2 separate regions of the Macaca mulatta genome follow, and region 1 is linked to region 2. Evidence: chromatin contacts called from public Hi-C data. All regions are on one chromosome and are shown on one strand. The core of a region is the stretch at or near the end of the contact, and the rest is flanking DNA. Distances in the headings are between cores, read along the strand shown.

Region 1 (5,800 bases), core at 254-2,753, 270 kb before region 2:
GCCCCGGGCTGGGGGGGCGCCTCACGCCGCGCCCGTTCCCCCGCCAGCAGGTGCCCGAAGCCACCCCAACAGGCCGGGTGCGAATGCCGGAACATGGCCACTTCCCTGAGAGCGATGCCGCCGCCGCACGCCGCCCGGCACTTTGTTAACTCGGCGCGCCCGGGCGAGATGGCTCCCAAGAGATGATCATTGCCGTCCGAGAGCTACAGAGCCCCGGCTGGCGGCGGCTGGGACCCTCCCCTGGCCTGGCCTCGCCCAGCACCGGTGTGGGGCCGCGGCAGGAGGAAGAGGTCGGGGAGGAGCCGGTAACCAGGAGCCCGCACGCCTGGCCCCCCCGGTAACCAGGGGCCCGCACGCCTGGCCCCTCGGAGCCCCGCGCCCCCTTCCCAGGTGCTTACCTGAGGAAAGGAGCCCTCGCGGCGCGGGTTCCTGGGGTAGTCTAAGTGACCCCGGTCCAGCATCAGATAAAGCGAGAAAATCACCACACAGAAGATCGCACTGCCGAACACGGTGAACTGGCGGCTTAACTTCATTTTCCTCGATAGACTCGGGGCCAGGACACTGTCCTCAGCCAGAGGAGACAGCGGACTGTTGACTCCAGGAAGCAGCCGCCGGAGGCTCCCTTCTCCCAGGCTGCGCGCCCTCCGCGCTGTCGGCTGCGGGTGCTAGTCCCAGCCGTGCTCCGCACCTAAGTCTCCGGCGCCACCACACGCCCTTGGCCTTCGCCCTGGCCTGCCGCCCTCCCCGGGGCCGGGCGCCCCTCTCGAGGCGAGACTCGCCGGCAGCTGGGAAGGGGCCCCCACAAACTTGATCGTAAGCTCAGCGCCGACCTCCGGCAGGGCGCGCGGGGCAGGCGGAGGAGAGGTCGCTGCCCGCACTTCCTGCCACCGCCGCGCCAACTGAGTCGGCAGGAAAAGTTTTCTCGACGAGGGCAGGCGTGTCCTCCTCACCCAGGGGAGGCGCGGGTTCGGCAGTTCCCGGGCCGGGGCCGCGCAGCTAGGTCAGAGAAGCGGAGGAGAAAGGAACAGGGTCGTGAAGAACCTAGCCCTACAACTTCTAGCCGGGACGGTCGGGCCCGCCCCCGCGGCACCGCCCCCGCCTCCCCCAACTGAGCCCCTTCCTGCCGCCGCCGCCGCCGCCGCCGCCACTGGGCCGGTGTGTACCCTGGACTCCGGGGCGCACGAATTGATGAGTTTCCTCAGAGCTAGCATCCGCTTGCCGGCCTCTCCCGCCCCCAGCCGTCTCTACCTTCCCCCTCCCGAACCCAGGCTGCGCGGGGAGGTGCAGGGGGCGGGCGGTGGCAACGCGGGGAGAAGGAAAAGGAGAGCAGGGAGAAAAGGACCGTCCCCGGAGAGAAGCCCGCTCCAGCTGCAGCCGCGATCCCCCTCCCTCTTTCCCGCCCCACAAACGCGGAGATGGCGGCGGCAGCGGCGAAAGGAAGCGCCGGTTCTCCAGCGCCACTTGGCGCTCCAGCACCGCCTGCTACGAGCAGGAGGAGACAGCGGCGGCGCGGCGGCCGCCGGGTCAATAAGCGCCGACAGCCCCTGAGCCGAGCGGGCGGCTGGCCCCGCCCCCTCCCGGCGCTCCGAGTTGAGGGGGCGGGCCCCCCGGCGCCCAATCGCAGAGCGTCACCGGCCGGACCCGCCCCGCGCCTGCCTCCCAGTGTCCCGGCGGTAGGAAGACCTCACAAGGCTCTTGTGACCTGGCAGGCAGCTTTCTGGGAGTTGAGGCCTTCGGAGGCGTTCAGGCGCCAGCACCCCACGTCCAACAGGGGGTTGAACTTACACCCCACTTCCCTTTGTTGCCCAGGTTTCCTATCCTAGGACACTCGGGCCTGGCGTGCCTGGAAGAGTACTTAGTGAAGGGCTGGAGGAAATGCAAGAGAAGAGGGCTTGCACATTCTCTTCGGGCTATTTCCTCCTTTGGTCACAGCCTGTTGAAACCTGGGGGAAAGGAGACTGACAAAGGGCCGTCCAGGCACATGTAGAAACATCTGACTGCGAATTCCATGAGTGTAATCTGAGAAGTGATGCTTGTGCCAGTTATTGATTGCCTCTCAGCTCCAAATTCACCCTTTTTGACTGCACTGTAAAAATGGATCTGAGCCTTTTAAACAGTTTTTCGTTTGCCTTCTGGGACTGAAGCTTTGTCAGTAGAGGGCGCTGAAGAGACATTACAGAAAAAAAGGATTTTGCTTCCTGGTTTCTGTGTATTGATAGGCTTTTGCAGCATACCTGGCTTTCTCCAGTGCCAAGATCCTATAGTGCTCAGTAACTAGCAATTTCCTCTCCCGTGCCCAACTCCAGGAGCTTTGTAGAGGAGGTGAGACACTACCCCATGCATAACTTCCCTGGTACCCTAGAGGTATTTGCAGCAAGTTGCAGAGGGCACATGTTCCACAAGCTTTGCAGGCGTAGCCCAATGGTGACTTCTCTGCCATTCAGTGAGCCAGGTCATGCCCTCTCCAAAAAGGTCTAGATCTTAGCCCTGGGAGGAATTGGGGAGATTCTTCATTGGGCACTCTGTCTCTCAGTCCAAGAGTTAGTTATAAGGTTAGCTCCTTATACCTGCTGTTGCTATATTCTTTGAAGTTCTCTTTTCACTAGTGAATCCTTCATTACTCTAATTCTCTATTATAGTTAATAATTCTTTTTATTAAGCCTTCCCTGTCCCAGGAATAGTCCCAAGAAATAGACCTGCAAAGATGGGATTAAAGGTCAGTTTGATTGAGGTTTTGAGCTTGAGCTCGTTGCCAAAGGGAAATGTAATTCATGACATGCTGGGCATCTCAATTAAGCAATTACCTGTGGTTGATCCTGATGAAGTGCCAACTGAAGCCTGTGCCTTGGGGGCCCAAGTGGCTGCTACACTTGACTGCTATGGTTGTAAAGGTGACTAGAAAGACTGGTGTGGGATGGATTCTTTTGAGTGGTTAGTTATAAAGAGAAATGAAAGCACAGGTTTTTTAACTCTCAGAGTTATGGCATGAGAACCAGAGATATTCTGTAGAATTCTAAAAGCTCTGGTTTATTGTAGCGACAAGAATGATGCTGAGAAACAAAATTTTAATTTTCATGTTACTAAATTATAACTGCTATTAAATTCATACACATTCTCAGTTTTTCACGTAAAAGGGTGTTATTTTTTAATAATAGAATCTCAATACTTGAAATGGGTTGGACCCAGATGAAACCGACAATCTTAAACACTCCAACTCTTTCTCTTATCAGTGGAAGTAGGTTGCCCTCCAGTGTCTAAAGAGACTAGACTTGCTTGAAAACCTTGACTATAGAGGATGCCACTATCTAGATGGGCTCCCTGGTTTCAGTGGGGATGACACAATCTCAGAATAGCAGAGGCCAGGCAGCACATAACAAAGACAAGGTGGGCACATCTACCTTAAAGGGCAGCAGGATATCAGACTGCCTTGGCTTACAAAGCTGCTCTGGGAACAAAATAGGTAGGCAGTTGAAATAGATTATTGCTTGATATTTATAACAGTTGTAAAGATCTAGGTCAGGTAGCCAAAACCTGACTTGAGTCACCATAGTGGGTAGTCACAATCTCCCAGTTCTCAGACCTAAGTCAATTCACAGACCCTTAGTCCCTTGGTTGAAAGAGAATCTGTGTCCCCTTTAGGAAGGATCTTGCACCTTGGCCACAGTACACATGGCAAATTCTTTCAAGCTTTCCCCAAAACGACATGTGGCCATTTACTAGTGACTCTACATTGGCAAAAAGGAAATACACAGATCATTTTAGGTTTACTAAACACTGGCTCTGAGTTGATGCTAATTCCTGGGGACAGAAATCACCACTGTTAGTCCACATACCAACTATGTGTCTACTTTCCCAGTATAATTGGAATATGTATTAATGACATAATTTTAATGGCAAAAACAGCAATTACTTTGGCATCAATCTAATAATTGTAATAGACATACTTAGCAACTGACAGGATCCCCACATTGGGATTTAGCCATAGAAAGAGGACCATTATTAGGGAGAGCTAAATGGAAGCTCCAGGAGCTCTTGGAGCTTCCATTTAGTTCACCAGATGCAACACTGCATGGCTGGGAGGAATTGCAGGAATCAGTGCTACCATAAAAGCCTTAAAAGGAGTAGGGGTGGTGATACTTATTCTCATTTAATTCACCAGTGCAGAATAAATCTAGTAGAATAACTGTGGACTCATAAACTTAATCAAGAAGTGATTCCAATTGCTGCTGCTGCTGTCTCAAATGTATTATTTTTACTGGAACAAATCAACATAAGACTTGGCACTTGGTATATAGCTACTGATGTGGCTAATGCTGTTTTCTCTATACCTATTTGTAAAACCACCAGAAGTAGTTGGCTTTCTCCTGTCAGGGCCAACAGGATACCTTCACAGTATTGTCTTGGGGGTGTATCAATTCACTTTAATATAGTCCACAGAGATGTTGATTGTCTTGACATGCTATAAAATATCACACTAGTCCACCACATTGACAACATTATGCTGATTGGACCTGAGAAGCAGGAATTAGCAAGTATTTTAGGTGCCTTAATAATATATATTTAAACTAGAGAGAAGGAGATAATGATTTTGAGTATGATATGACAACTCTAAAGTGGTCACTTCAGATGTGGGATATGTTCAAGGATGGTACAAGCTATATGAGTACAAAACCACTGAGTCACTGAGAGATGAATCCAAACAGATGGTGTTGGTTAGCAATGGTTAGGATTTGGGGGAAAGGGGGCAAAGTAATTGTTGCAGGGACTGGTCATACCAATCATGTGGCCATGGAAGGAAAGTGGTATAGTCTGAATGTTTCTCTTTTTTTTTTTTTTTTTTTTTTTTTGAGACGGAGTCTCGCTTTGTCGCCCAGGCTGGAGTGCAGTGGCCGGATCTCAGCTCACTGCAAGCTCCGCCTCCCAGGTTTACGCCATTCTCCTGCCTCAGCCTCCCGAGTAGCTGGGACTACAGGCGCCCACCACCTCGCCCGGCTAGTTTTTTGTATTTTTAGTAGAGACGGGGTTTCACCATATTAGCCAGGATGGTCTCGATCTCCTGACCTCGTGATCCGCCCGTCTCGGCCTCCCAAAGTGCTGGGATTACAGGCTTGAGCCACCGCGCCCGGCTGAATGTTTCTCTTTAAAATACACATGCTGAAGTCCCAACCCCCCGTACCTCGGAGTATAATAGTATTTAGAGATAAGGTCTTTAAAGAGGAGATTAAGTTAAAAAGGCGATTAAGTTAAAATGAAGCTGTTAGTGAGGCCCTAATCCAATCTGACTGGTGTCCTTATAAGAAGAGAGAGAGACCAGGGATACATGCACACAGAGAAAAGACCATGAGAGGACAGATTGGGATGGCAGCCATCTGCAAGCCAAGGAGAGAGAGGCCTCAGGAGAAACCAAACCTGCTGACACTTTGATCTTGGACTTCCAACCTCCAGACTGAGAAAATAAATATCTGTTGTTTAAGCTAGCCAGTCTTTGGTATTTTGTTATGCCATCCCTAGCAAACAAATACAGAAGGCAACCACCCAGCTGATAGAAAATATTAGGTAGGTGCAAAAGTATTTGCGGTTTTTGCAGGTAATGGCAACTGTGATTTTTTAAAGGTAATGGCAAAAAAAACGCAATTACTTTTGCACCAACCTAATATTTGCAAATCACATATTTATTAAGGGACTAATATCCAAAATATATTATGAGCCCACATAATTCAATAGTACATAAATAAATAGTCCAATTTTAACATGAACAAATCACCTGGATAAACATTTTTTCAAAGAAGACATACAAATG
Region 2 (5,680 bases), core at 2,046-4,545:
TTGCACTGGGTGAGTCTGGAGTGAAATCAAATAAAGGCAGCCTTGTACAATCTGCAGAACCACCAGATAGGTCAAATAATGACAGTTCTCTGGAAATTAGGCTCTTTAAAGGAGCTCCAGCACCATTCTACTTCCCCTGCTGGCTACCAGCCTGCTCATTTTCACAATTGTGGGCTGTTGGTTTTCAAAGCTACAGTGGACCTGGACATGTGACTGTTAGAGTAGGGCAAGTCAAAATGACACAAAACTCACTGTTCTTAGAGATTCAGCTGTTTGAATAAATACTCCCTGGATTGCTGCAAACCTTTGGTAAATTTTCAGAGTTCTAAAAAAGCTGGTTCTGACAATTTTGCCAGTGTTCTCATTGCTGAAGAGAATTTTCAGAGGTCCTTACACCTTCATTTTGGCTGACATCACTCTAAGGCTATGATTAGAACATAGATCCTCTCACTCCTTGACCGAGCCTTCTTCTATTTAAATTAGTGGTCATCAAATTTATGCATATCAGAATTACCTGGAAGGCTTGTAAAAATACAGCTGGGCAACATACCTAGAATTTCTGATTCAAGTCTGAGGTTGACACCTGAGAATTTGCATTTTATGTATATATTTATTTTTTATTTTTATTTTTTTGAGGCAGTCTCACTCTGTCACCTAGGCTGGAGTGCAGTGGCACGATCTTGGCTCACTGCAGCCTCTGCCTCCTGGGTTCAAGGGATTCTCCTGCTTCAGCCTCCTGAGTAGCTGGGACTACAGGCATGTGCCACCATGCCTAGCTAATTTTTGTATTTTTGGGTACAGACAGGGTTTCACTATGTTGGCCAGGCTGGTCTTGAACTCCTGACCTCAAGTGATCTGCCTACCTCAGCCTCCCAAAGTGCTGGGATTACAGGAATGAGCCACCACGCCTTGCCAGAATTTGCATTTTTTAAAACTTCCCAAGTAATGCTGATGCTGTAGGTGTAGGGATTATAATACACTTTAGGAACCACTGCAGAATATCATGTAGTACCTTCAATCCATTGCCTTAGGTAGTGCTTCCCAACCCTGGAATCAACAATACATATAAGCGAATAATATATACTCTCTATGTAGTAATACAATACATAAGCTATTATGTATTTAGTACTTCATTGTAGGCATGATATGCTTTACATTGATAGGGTTATTTAATCTATACAACTCATGAATTGGTATTATTACTTTCCCATATTTATAATAAATTGGAAACTGAGGTCAGAGAACAAAGTAGATTGCCCAGAGGCACATGGCTACAAATGCAGGAGCCAGTATGTGAATATGTCTGTTTGATTCTAGAGTATAGGCTTTTTCAGCCTCCATACCAGTGTTTCTCATAGTAAGAGCTCACTTATGATGCCTTGGTTAACTGTAGTTGGGACATGCATGCAGGATTAAAAACAATGACTCATGTAGTGAGAAAGTGATTGTTATTCTGGCTCTATTTTTTCTATCCTTTGATGACATCATGATAAAAATACCATTTGAGTGCTATATCTTTAATGTGTGTCTAATGGTTGGTAGCCTGCCCTTTTAACAAAGAGAGTTGTCTTTAGACTTAGAGCCTTTAGTGGGCAACAATCTGTGGCCATAATTTAAAAACATTGTTTTGCATTCATTTTTCTTACAGTTACTTTCAACTTATAATAGGTGATGCTAGTTTTCCATTTATAGTACTTTTATAAAGTCTCCTTCTTAAAGAAATTAAAGAAAACATACATTTATTTAAAGAAAAAAGGATAGTGAGTAGTATACACAGATACAGTATGAAAAAGGTTGAAATTTGGGAATCCCTGCCTTCCAGAACAGGTTAATGTTCCAAGTGGGCCAATCTGGAACACCCTAAAGGGAAGTTAGGGAAATGTAATTAAAATATGAATTTTGTTTTTTTCAAAAAGGTACTTGGATGGTTAGTCAGAACTCCTACAGCAACACGTGTAAAGGCAGGGTAATATCAAGCGAGGAATGGTTTCTTGGTAAGAAATGTACTACAGGAGTGGGCTGGGATTCAGATGGGATTTCACAAAATGTCTGGCAAATTCTCATAAACCTAAATTTCTACAGTAAATTTTGGGTAATTTGTTTCCAACAACAGCGAAAAAATTGTCTCAGTTCACAGGCAAGAGAGTTTGCAGTTGTTAAGGGGACAGCACAAGAAGTGGGGCTCTTAATTCGTGGGGGAGGGGTCGCGATGAATACATCCTGGGCACCGGGCGACGGGTCGGGGGTAGGGAATAAGAGAAGACAGCGGGACTGTAATCAGAGAAGCGGACACGTTTCAAGATGAATAAAAAGAACATGTGCGGAACGAAGAAACAGTTTTGTATCACTGACATAATTAACTAAACTGTTACCCAGGTTTAAATTAAGCAAGGTGTCCGGGGACTACAGCTGTTGTATTTATTTTGGCTGCATGTCATGGGAGCTGTTACTTCCCGGCTTGACAAACAGCCTCAAGATGCAAGCTGGAAGGCTGTGGTCAGCCCAAGGCTATGGAGAGGAAAGGCAGGCCTCCTCTGAACCCCGCCCCAGCAGAATAAGAAGCGAGGGGCAAGGGTCAGCGCGGAAAGGGAGGGTGGAAAGCGCCACAGAGTGCCCAGGGTCAGGGTGGGTAAACGAGCCTTTCCTCCTGTCTTTTTTTTTTTCTCCCACAGATATCTGAATTGTAACTGAACTTTATGCCAGACCTTAACCTTGTTAATCAGGTTTCCAGTCAAATCAGGATCGATTTTAACGCCTCCATTTTGGTTGTCGCTATTGGAATTTCCGAAAAAGCCTAACTGCGCCAGTCCTTCTGTTAGTTCTCCACACCCACCTCCCTTTCCCTGAGACCCCGCCCTTTTCTCTCAGCCCAAACCACAAAAGGCCGCGCTGTTTTAGCTCCTACACGGTGCTCCGCCCCCTCCCCAAACGTCGCAGTACTGCAGGGAAAGGAGGTGGGCCCGGCTGGGGGTGGGGGACGGAGTCGGCTTCGTCTTTCCGCTCTTCAGCCAATGGTGAACTCCCCCTGAGGGAGATGGGGGAGCAGGCTGTAGAGAAGGTCCAAGTATTTTTCCCTTTTTCTGCCACGTCCCAACCATTGACGTGAGCCCACTCCTCAGGTTCTGATTGGGCGTATGCATTGTCCCCCGGCAGAGATCCTGTAAGCCGATTGGTCATCTCTGCCATGAGGGCGGGGCTTGCATACTCTCCTCCTTCGCCTCAACCGCGGCGCAAGGGGCGGGACTCGCCGCCACCGCCTCTGCTTCCGCCGCCGCCACCGCCGCCGCCGCCGCCACAGCCGCCAGCCGCTGCGCGTTCGGCGGGGGAGGAGTTGGAGGCGGAGAAGAAGGCGGTGGTGGCGGGTGGAGGTTCGAGCGCTGTTCTCGCTCCGGAGCCGCTGCACATTTCGGTGAGGGTTTTTTTTTTTTTTTTTTTTTCCAATCTGGCTTGTTCCGCTGTAGGGAGTGTGGGGGTCGGGGCGAGGAAATTGCTGCGTTCTGCTCCTCAGTTTCTCTGTCTCTAGCCTCGGGAAGGAGCGGGGCCTGTCCCTGGCCTGCTGCGCCGGCCATGGTGGGTGGGGTTGATGGCTGTGGGAACCCTTTTTCGCCTCCTGGGCCCTGTCCAGCCCGGACCCGGGCCGCGCTCCTATCCGGGACGGTCGCTCCCGCCGCCCCCCGACGGATGACATCGGTTGGTATCGGGGTCTCCGCTGCCGCTCTTTCCTCCTGCCTCTTCTGCTGTCCTTGGTGACTTGGCCAAGGACCCCGCTGGCTTTCCCGTACACTCGCCACTGTCCGAGAGTGTGCCCCCCAACCAACACCTCACACCCCCCTTCTGCCGGTTTCCCGTCTCCCCGCGTAGAGCGGAACCATCTTACGCCACAGGCCTGCAGCCCCCCTCCCCCGAGGAGCCTTCCGTTGCCGTCGCTCTGCTGGGCGTCTGCATTTTCCCCGATTGTCAGTGAGGCTCGGCACGCAGACACCCCGCTCGAGCCGCAGCAGTCGCTCTACTCCCGGGATCAGCACCCTTCCGCCAGGGCTGTTCTCTGTTAGCGATGTCAGGCCAGAGCTCCTCTTGCAGATGCACCTTTAATTTGGCCTCCCTCAGATGACTGTTAATCATTTTGCGCACATTCAAAATGGTGAGCTTGAAGACGCTCAGACCAAGTTGAAGCAAAGGGAGGTGGTAAATAGTCATTTTGCAGGGAGGAAGAGTAATCTGAGAGTTCTGTCTCCGGATATTAAAAAAAAAAAAATTTACATCCGCATAGGCACTTCTTTTGAGTCTGCTGGTTTTGTGAAGTTTAAAATTTTCGTTACAGGCTTAATGTATTCTGTTTTATCATGAAATATTTGGTCACATTTCTTTAAAATGGCAGTCACCTTTGCTGAAGGCTACAGATTATGTGAAGTGTATGTGAATAAACCTGAGGATAACAGTAATAAACGTTTAAACTATATTTTTCAGTGTTGTAATTGTCTTTTGGGATTCATGTCAATTTTATATGAGATAACCACTTAATTTTAAAAATTCATTACAGACATGGCAAGTTTGATGTACATTTCAACAATGTAAATAACGGACTGTTAGGTAAAATTAGAATATTTCTTTTCATCCCCCAGTCCCACTCCAGTGTCAAGTTGACAGTTTAGTGTTCATTTTTCAAAACGCTCTTACAAATGCACTTCTAAACACATAAACGTACAGGTAAAGTTTTTTTTTTTTTTGAGGGAGGCTATACCATATGCCAAACATGTTTGCATACCGCTTGCTTATTGACTTATTTACATATCTTGAACACCTTTACTTGTTACATAAAGGTCTCCCTAATACTTTTTTAAAGGCTAACTGGTATCTCATCAGTTTGAATGGGCTATAATTTATTCCCTTTTTGAAAGACATTTAATTGTAGTTTCTTTTTGGTATCACAAATAATGATTTATAGTGAAAATAACTTTCTAATTAATTGATCGATGTTTAATTACAAATTTTAACTCATCCTTGATTTAAAAAAATTAAACAGTATGGAAGAATGTAAGATAAAAAGTACCGCTTCCACTTCTAGTCCTGCTTGCATCCTGATTGTCTGCCACCGTTAACAATTCAGTAAACTTCCTCTATGTGTGATTATTTCTGGAGCATGGGTTCCTAGAAGTGGAGTTGCTCAGTTAAAAGATTATGCGTATTTTAAATTTTGGTAACCCTTTCTCCCTCTTTATTACTCTTGTTGAAAATATTCTTGAATGTTTCTTACACATTTCTTCTTCTAGGTAAACTTTAGACTCAACTAAAAATCCTTAGCTATTTTGAATAAGATTGTATTGAAATTTTAGATTAATTTGGAGACAACTGATCTTTATAGTATTGAGTCTCTCTCCTCAGAAATGTGGCCTCTCCATTTTATTCACATCTTGTTTTATATTCTTAGGGAAATTTTTATAGTTTTTCTTTTTTTTCTTCATACGTATAACATTCCTTCCCAGTATTCCTAGCTATTTTATGGTTTGATTCGTGTGGTGGATGGAAACTTTAAATAACATTCCTCTCTCTCTTTTCTCTGGTTATAGCCAAACTTTTGAGTTTTCTATCATGTATCAAATTATTTTATTGAGTTGATTATCAGGAGATAGTTACAGTTTTGTGGTTTCCTTTTCAGTTTTTATAACTTAGGTGTTTTTCT

What was found. Hi-C and Micro-C count contacts between places; a contact is called where the count stands out from the background.
Region 1: a Hi-C map of fetal cortex germinal zone shows a contact between it and region 2, with 2.8 times the contacts expected there. The contact joins the promoter of MAN2A1 here to the promoter of PJA2 in region 2. A contact is called at or near these places in 3 of 14 Hi-C or Micro-C datasets (fetal cortex germinal zone, fetal cortical plate and liver).

The regions. Positions count from the first base shown.
Region 1 is chr6:118,515,173-118,520,972 of T2T-MMU8v2.0, reverse strand. MAN2A1 (mannosidase alpha class 2A member 1) reads right to left here and starts at 1,503. Exons shown (of 22, transcript XM_015140548.3): 1 at 399-1,503. The coding sequence starts at 533. LOC114678876 reads left to right here and starts at 116. Exons shown (of 1, transcript XM_028849639.2): 1 at 116-3,133. The coding sequence starts at 1,189. The coding sequence ends at 1,548.
Region 2 is chr6:118,244,600-118,250,279 of T2T-MMU8v2.0, reverse strand. PJA2 (praja ring finger ubiquitin ligase 2) reads left to right here and starts at 3,295. Exons shown (of 10, transcript XM_015140547.3): 1 at 3,295-3,409.